Regions from separate parts of the Mus musculus genome. Here regions 1 and 2 are each linked to region 3. A link is a contact called in public Hi-C and HiCAR-type data. All regions are on one chromosome and are shown on one strand. The core of a region is the stretch at or near the end of the contact, and the rest is flanking DNA. Distances in the headings are between cores, read along the strand shown.

What was found. Hi-C and Micro-C count contacts between places; a contact is called where the count stands out from the background. HiCAR-type assays count read pairs that join an accessible place to other places.
Region 1: a contact with region 3 is called in a HiCAR-type map of embryonic stem cells, with 4 times the contacts expected there. The contact joins two enhancer-like sites. A contact is called at or near these places in 2 of 484 Hi-C or Micro-C datasets (embryonic stem cells and nephron progenitors), 6 of 115 datasets of contacts at active chromatin or transcription factors (differentiating embryonic stem cells and embryonic stem cells) and 1 of 9 other capture datasets (embryonic stem cells).
Region 2: a Hi-C map of embryonic stem cells shows a contact between it and region 3, with 2.8 times the contacts expected there. The contact joins two enhancer-like sites. A contact is called at or near these places in 1 of 15 datasets of contacts at CTCF or cohesin (embryonic stem cells), 10 of 484 Hi-C or Micro-C datasets (cerebellar granule neurons, cerebellum, embryonic stem cells and 2 more), 8 of 115 datasets of contacts at active chromatin or transcription factors (all in embryonic stem cells) and 1 of 9 other capture datasets (embryonic stem cells).

What each region holds. Positions count from the first base shown.
Region 1 is chr3:18,521,567-18,524,266 of GRCm38.p6, forward strand. It overlaps the pseudogene Gm6369. Among named protein-coding and RNA genes, the nearest start is that of 4930433B08Rik, 42 kb to the left of the region's middle. Within about 2 kb of position 1,270, at least 6 of the 459 cell types and tissues checked have an H3K27ac peak or open chromatin away from gene starts, as enhancers often do. A contact at or near this core is called in differentiating embryonic stem cells and embryonic stem cells, where this site is marked.
Region 2 is chr3:18,695,790-18,698,489 of GRCm38.p6, forward strand. No RefSeq gene overlaps it. Among named protein-coding and RNA genes, the nearest start is that of Gm30789, 54 kb to the left of the region's middle. Within about 2 kb of position 1,397, at least 5 of the 459 cell types and tissues checked have an H3K27ac peak or open chromatin away from gene starts, as enhancers often do. A contact at or near this core is called in embryonic stem cells, where this site is marked.
Region 3 is chr3:18,623,524-18,626,223 of GRCm38.p6, forward strand. It overlaps Gm30789 (predicted gene, 30789), which reads right to left. Exons shown (of 4, transcript NR_166210.1): 4 at 1-2,530. Among named protein-coding and RNA genes, the nearest start is that of Gm30723, 7.6 kb to the left of the region's middle. Within about 2 kb of position 1,373, at least 196 of the 459 cell types and tissues checked have an H3K27ac peak or open chromatin away from gene starts, as enhancers often do. A contact at or near this core is called in differentiating embryonic stem cells and embryonic stem cells, where this site is marked.

The DNA of each region.
Region 1 (2,700 bases), core at 20-2,519, 100 kb before region 3:
GCAGGTGGATTTCTGAGTTCAAGGCCAGCCTGGTCTACAGAGTTCCAGGATAGCCAGTGCTACACAGAGAAACCCTGTCTCGAAAAACCAAAAAAAAAAGAAAAAAATTTACTACCCTTTTACATGTGTAGCCATAGATCAATGCCTTGTTCAGCCCTCAACAAAGAACCTTCTTGTAGTAATTGGGAACTATTTTGTCAAACCCTTCCCCTCATACATCAGGGAACTTATGCAGAGCAAGCAGAAAGATGGTAAGACCCAGAGGTGATGATTGACTCTAAGGAAAGTGTATCTTCCAAATACTGTAGGACTGATGCACATAAAAGTCACAGAGTCAGTGGCAGAATACACCAGACCTGGATAAGTCAAGCCAGATCAGCTCCCAGTGTGGAGACGGGGAAGGGAACAAATGTTTAAGACATAGTATGAAAAGTGTGGAGACGGGGAAGGGAACAAATGTTTAAGACATAGTATGAAAAGTGATCCCCAGGTAGAGCAGTCTCTGGATGGTCATTCCTTCAGTCTCTGCTCTATTTAACTCCTTCCATGTTACAGGAAATTTTCATAAGTGGCACACAAGTATCCTTTACTGTAAAAGAATAAAATTGACTTTTAAAATCTTTTATGTGAATTTGTGCACACATCCATCTATTCAAGTTTTAATTTTAATATATACTTAGGTTTCAAATAACAATGATAATACTAAACATTCTGAGGCCCTAAAGCATTAAACTATGTAAACAGAATTATTTAATCCTGTTTTTACCTAAACCTACTACAGTTGAGCCCATTATGTGCCCTGTGATGCCATTCACAAGACTTTTCTTGATGAACTACTTCATAGGGAGATGTATGTATATATGTATGTATGTATGTATGTATGTATGTATGTACTTACTTATTTAGGTCTATTCTACCAAACATCTGTTACAGAAAATATCTTTCTGAAGGCTGATCTTAGTGGGAAAAGGAAGAGTCACAGATGTCTCAATTATATTTATACTCTTTACTTCCAAACAACCACGGCATAAAGCTAGATTTGTTATCCATTCTCCATTCAACCCTTTAGGGGTTGAAGATTTACATTAGCCATTTCACCTCTGAGTCACCTTCCCCCTCTTTGATGTAATGCAACAGAATGAGGGCTCGCATTTAATTAAACAGGAATCTGGATCCAGCTGTGGGCCATGCAATCAGTCTTTGTGTGAGCAAAGGGGGTGGAATGCCTGGCCCATAGATCATTCTTGCATGGAAATCTGCTTTGACTACAAGCCATCCACAGGCCACTGAAAATGAATTCCCCTATATGAATGACTCCGGGTCTGCAGCTGCACCCCTGTCCCCAACTCACCTCAGGGAAAGAACCAAGATGGCTGAAAGGGCTTGATTTGTTATCTTCCTGTAAGTGTCTTTTAATCAAAGGACGTCTGCCCTGCCTGTTGATACACCAACGTTTCCTTGTTGGTTACTCGCAGCTCCATAGACGAGGCTTGCTGTTAGTGCTCTTTTTGCACATGCATCTTTCCAGATGGCATCATTCAGCTATTTGATACATTCCGCTCAGATTCTATAAAGACAGCTTTTTCAAATGCAGATTCTTCCTGCAATATGATGGTCTTTCAAAAGATATCTTTCTGGTCTTTCTGATTTGTAGGTGGGTTCACTCACAAAACTCATCTTCTTGAAGGGAAGGCTATGAAAGCCATTTGTTAGAGAGACAGGCCAGCTATAGTCAGTGAAGAGTCAAGATGTGTGTGTTTTGCTTAGACTGAGGAAAGTGGGAAGAGATTCATTAATTGGGGGCCATTTGCTAACAAGAAAGAGTAAATAAAGCCCTTGGGGCCTACCCAGAAAAAGGTGCTCAGGTTTGAGTCTAAAATGACTCCCAACTCTCCTGATTTGAATGCTTATTTCTCAGCTGGTGGTGTGCTTGGAAACTTTTAAGAGATCAGGCCTTGCTGGTATAAAGAAGGTTACAGAAGTAAACTTGTCAAGACGATATTCACCCCTTGTTCAGTCTAACGCTCCTTGTTCACTGATCTGTGGTAATACGATTCACCTCATTCATAGGCTGCTGTTACCAAAAGCTCCACAGGCCATTCCAGACTCTCTGGGCTAAGACCCCCTGAAACAATGAGCCAAAGTAAGGTTTCCACAAGTTCTTTCTGTCACATGACAGAAAGCTGACAAAACAAAGCTACATAGCTCACTTATTATATACAGCTAAGAAGAAGATGGAATGAATCTATAAATGTCCTGAATGGCAGAAACAGAGCGTTGTCTTGCCAGAAAGGATTGGGGCAGATAGGGATGCCATCTAAAGTAAGAACAAAGTTTCAAAATTTCTCTGCCATATTTCTCTATATAATTCAGCAAGCCAAGTAACAAATTCCTGTTAACATGGAATTTTTGCAACTTGAAGCACTGTAACTACAGATAAGCATACTCTCTACAATAATAAATAACTTGATTAAATGTCGATTTGCCTCAAATTCTTCTGATTGCTGAAACTCACCTGTAGAAGCTAATGGAAACCTCAAAGCTTGTGCTGCTATACCTGAGACTAGTGGGAAAAAGATCAGTTCCACAATTATCCTATTAAAGCAAGCTTTATTTAATACTGGCCAGGAAGTTGGACACTGGCCAGGTCCATGCCTAGGAATGCCAGAGAATGGCTTTGAGCTTTATAGGCACGTGCCT
Region 2 (2,700 bases), core at 147-2,646, 72 kb after region 3:
CTGAGCAGCTTTTCCACAGGTGGGTAAAGTAATGAGAGGACATCTCTGTGGGAGAAACTCTGTGATGTTGGCTGATTGTAGAAAGGGCTCAAAACAGCATGGAGGAGATTAGGAAGCTGAAAGTAGAACACTAGAAATTAGTGACATCATGAAAAGGTGCTGGATAAGGAAATGCATCACCTTCAGAGGACATCCTTGATGCAACACCCTCTACCAAGATCTATATCACTTCAAAACCCCACCAAGCAAAATCAAATCCCGGATGTTCTAAGGAAAGGCACAGGAACTCCATAAGCACCAATGGAAGAATACCAAGATGACTTCTGATCTTGTTAAACCAGCCAGACAGAGAAAAATATGCAGTCCCACATTCATGTCTCCCCAAACTCTACTACAATTCCAGACATTTTAAAAACAGGTCTAGAGAAAGAATTAGGATGATAGCTCAGTGGAACTGTCTTTGCCTAGCATATACAAGGCTCTGGCTTTAATTTCTAGCAACAGAGAAAGAAAGAAAGAAAGAAAGAAAGAAAGAAAGAAAGAAAGAAAGAAAGAAAGAAAGAAAGAAAGAAAGAAAGAAAGAGAGAAAGAAAGAAAGAAAGAAAGAGAGAGAGAGAGGTAAAGAAAGAATGGAAGGAAGAAAGGGAGGGAGGGAGGGAAGAAGGGAGGGGGGAGCACGGATAATAGAAAAGACAAGAAAATAGAAACAGTATCATATAGCAGTATGGTAATGAAAGACCCACAACGTGAGGACTCCCCCACGTTCTGACTCAGGAGAGGCGACACCCCAAAATCACCAACGAGAAAACGGTCTTGTTGCAAATTGCAAGAGGATTTTTATTCAAGAGCGCTCTCGGGCCCACGGTCATACACCACGCAGGGGTAGAGGACTGTGGCGCGCCGAGTAGCTGGGTAAGGGGGTATTTAAAGGAAGAAACCGAAACTCAAGGAAGTGGGGAGGGCTTTGTTGGAAGATACCAAAGATACCAGTTAAGAGTCACAAGGAAGTGTAAAGTTACAAGAGTCACAAGGAATACCTGGTAATTGTTAACTCTCAAGACAGCTTCTAAGAGCCCCTAACAATAGCACATTTGCATTGCAGGTTCTGGTAATGGCCAGGGTGACTTTCTTTGAATGAGCACTCTTTGAACCCAGGAAGCGGGTGGGTAGAGGAATGTCGCTATCTCTTTTATGATTAGCATACCTTTACAAAGGCCACATTCCCAAGCCTGGGCCTAAAGGCCTAGAATTCTGTTTTTACATTGTTATACTTTCAGTAACTTAACATGTCTTTATAATTCAAAATGTAAAACTCTCAAAGCAAACAAAAGTATTGTCTAGGACAGAACTTTAAATACCCTTCCATTCAATGTTTGTAACTTTACTTGCCCAACGTCTTTGAATATAATGACATTTCTCCTTTTCTATGTAAAATCAATACACCTTTCAATGTTGCACTATAAATTTCTGACCCCAAGATTGTCTGTTCCATTCAGAGTATCTGAGCTTCAGTTCAGTTCTTTGCGCATCATCTTGTTCTTCCCAAAAATCATTTTCCCAATAACACAGTGTGTGGGCTGAAGAGGAATTCCTTTCTTTTGGATTAAAAGGAGGTAGAAAGATGGAATTTTATTTAAAAACATTTTCTAGAGTGATTGTACTTGGAATTTGAGGCAAGGAGGGAGGGTGTCATCAGTCATTTAAATGTTTCATTTAAATGACAATAAGTACCCAACTCTTTAGATTCCAACTAGTGGCAAGACCACTATTTCTTGTCATGATTCTATTAGTATACATTCCATAAAATAGGCTCCAGGAGACAATAGGTTAGGGGTGGTGAATCCCCAATCTTTGAAATCTAGAAGACTGGTTTTCATGTGTGGACTCTTCTGTTAAACTTCAAAAGGATAGTCAGGGCCTCAGATCTCCTTCCTACTTTTTAAATAGAAAAGAAACTAAGGAAGGCAAAGAATACTGTGGTTTACAGCTGGAACGTCTCCCACAAGCCCATGTTAAAGGCTTAGTCCCTAGGTTGATCTTATTGGCAGGTGCTGATCTCTTTAGAAGTGTCTTTAGGTAATGAAGGAGTGCCCTTGAAGGACATACTGGTCCCCAGACCCCTTTGCTTTCTGGCGACAAGAGGAGCAGTAAGCTCCCTCCTGAGACCAGTGCCATTGCTTCCCAATACTACTATTGTCTTAGTTACTGTTCTATTACTGTAAAGAGATATCATTGCCAATTACAATAAACCTTATAATAAAAAATCATTTCATTGGGAACTCGCTTACAGTTTCAGAGTGTGAGTCTATGCCCTTCAAACTAAGAAACCTGGCAGCAGGCAGGTGGGCATGGCACTAGAGCAAGCAGTAGTTGAGAGTTTATAGCTGATCCACAAGCAGGAGGCAGAGAACTGGAGACTGCACCTGGCACAGGCTTTAGAAGCCTTCAAGCCCACCCTCAGGAATGCACCTCAACAAGGCCACAGATCCTACTTTCCTAAACAGTCCCACCAACAGGAAACCAAACATTTGGGCCTATGGGGGCCATTCTCATTCAAAGCACAATTACCCCAAAAGGATCTCAAAGCAGTGGTTCCACCTGACTATGGAATGCAACCATCACAAATAAAAATGAGTGCCTTTCTTTCACTTCTGTGACAAGATATCAGGCAGGTCAGCTTGGCATGAACTCCTAATCTCC
Region 3 (2,700 bases), core at 123-2,622:
ATGGGTGCTGCCTTGTGAATCCCAGGACAATCTCTACATCCTCACATCCCATCCCTGCCAATCTCACCTACAGAAGATACAGAGATGGATGGATGGATATAGCAAGTACATACAGCACTTTAAGGACATCTCTGCTCATGAACATGAGTTTTAAACTGTCTCAAGGAAATTTCTCTAAGCAAGATTTTAGTTTGGGACTTAGAGTTAAAGGACACTAATGGTGTATGGCTGTGTATCTGGCACAGATCAAGAGAAATTCCATGCTAGAGATGACTGGAGCATAAATATCTGAGTTTGGGCCAAGCTCTAATTACTAAACCTCATTTTAGAAGTATGTTTCCATACTGTCATGGTCCAGTAGGCCATCTCTTAAAGAAAGACTCAGAACTGCCACCGTTAGGAAGCAAAAGATTTCTTTCTCCCTGAGTAACTGGAGCTGCTGCTGAGCGATGACTCATCCTACCACCCCTCCTGGTGGCAGCACTGATGAATGTGTCTTTAAACAGTCGCTATTCCAGGAAGCCAAAGACCACAGAAAAAATACACAGCATTTCCTGTGTAAAAACAGCAGGCAGCCACCAGCCTAACACCAGCCCTGTTGTCATGCAAGAACACCCCCCACTGCCCAAGGAGGTAGGTCAAGGGAGAAAGGTCAGGCAGAGAGCTCTGTGCCCCGAAGAGGGCTTTAAAACCTACATTTTCTCCCTGGGAATCTTCTCAATTCTGCAAAGCCTGCACATAGTGGGTACTCAGCACTCAGTAGGTATTACCTACTAAAGAACAAGAAAACACAAAGGGTCTTTTGTTCTTAACAAACCACACTTCCCTTTGATATGCAGTAAGTTAGCTCCACTCTTATACTCTGTGAAAACACAGTCCTTCCCCCCAAAGAGCAAGACTTTCCTGTCACTCAAAATAGGAGCTTTTCCCCGTGTTTTCTTGAATTTCACATACACAAATCAAGGATGAGTCCCCTTTAGATGCATTTCTATATCACTGCACCAGAATCCTGGCATTCAAATTGTACCTATAATAAGAGTAGAGAATTCCCATGGAAATCCAGGGCCGGGTGACTCAGTATTTCTCAGCTGTCAAACAGTTTACATTGTGGGGGATGAAGCAGGAGCAGGGTTTGGATCTTAAATGAAGCAAGCCCGCAACATTAACTAGAAGGTTACAACTTTTTAAAAAGAGAATGGACGAAAAGTTAGAAGGGGTAAGTTCCCTCAGCCAGCTTGTAATAGAAAACTCCAGGACCAGACACAGATCCTGGAAACTTTAGAGAAAGAAGATTGGAAAAGTCTAGTTTTGCTTTCAATCTCCGGTCCTGGCGATTGGGAGGAAGAACAACAGTGGAACTGTGCCAAGGGATCAGGAGGGAGGAAGAGGGGCGCCTGCTCTCATCAGGACCCGCCCTCCCTGACCTGAAATCAGTGTCCTTACTTCTCAAAAGATGGTAGTGGATTTGAGTCCCACTGCAGGTTAGCTGTTCCTCATTTCCCTCCATTTATAAGCGGTTGGGGCTTCTAATTTTTTTTCCTCTGGGGTTAGGAGAAACGGAAATTTGTTTAAACTTCCTGACCCCTGCAGATTCCCTGTGATTTGCTCAAAACAAAACAGTATCTCTGCATTTCTTCAACCTTGTGCTCAAACCCAAAGGAACCTCCACATAGTAAACAGATACAGAAAGAAAACACACTAGCTCTATCAAGAAAGAAACCTGCTCTGAACTCGCAGAGACAACTCCCTGCTGGAGTTTCCCCCTTTCCTTTCTTCCTTTCTTCCTTTCTTTGTAGCCACGTCTCCATTCTACAACACTTACTGGTTACTTAATACCGTTTACATAACCACTGCCCCGTACACATTTGCATTTTATATTTGCGTTCAAAAATATCCGCCTAAAGTTGGGCAAACTCCGGCTGCAGAAACCAGGTCCACTCTCCCTGCGTTTGGGTGTCCCGGGTACCTGCCAGCTGTGCGTCCTCGGAATTGAGGACATCGTGTTTTCAATTTTCTTCAATAAAGCAATGAATCTGGCAATTTGCTGGCCTGCTTCAGCTAAACAGAAAGGACAATTTGAGAAGGATCATAGTTCAGGCCCAGTCAGACGGAAACGATTGAAAACAGAGAGCTGGCCGCTGTGGTTCCCCAGTGCAGCGCGCTGTCGCAGTTTGACTGACAAACTGACTTTTTCGAGGTGCTCATGCCCATTTCAGTCAGAGTTTATTGAAGGTGATTTTGATCTTCTCCATGAGGCCACAGCAGTGGCCGTGCCATCTGTCACCTTGATTGCATCGTGGATTCTCTGGAGAGAGCGCCATGGCTCCTGATCACTTACAGATTGTGCGGCTTTCTCCTCCATACGGACCACATGCGCAGAGCCAGATGGTGAACATAGACGCTGATTATAAGTCTTTATCTCCGTGCAGGAAGGAGAGGAACTATTAGGTTTCCCTCAGGAGCTCTGCTCCTCTCTACCCTCATGCTGCTCCTCCGCAAATACAGTCTTCTTCAGCTGTCATCGGCCTACCTTGGAAAATTAAAAAAATAAACAATAATTCCATCACCGGGGCCGGGAACCCAAGCTGGTGCAGCAGAGCGGTCCCCTGGCCTTGCTCCCCTTCTCACAGGCCCCGCCCCACCCCCACCGCCTGTCTGCCTGTCAGCATTAGGTACAAAGAAGTTTGTTTGGGAATTAAT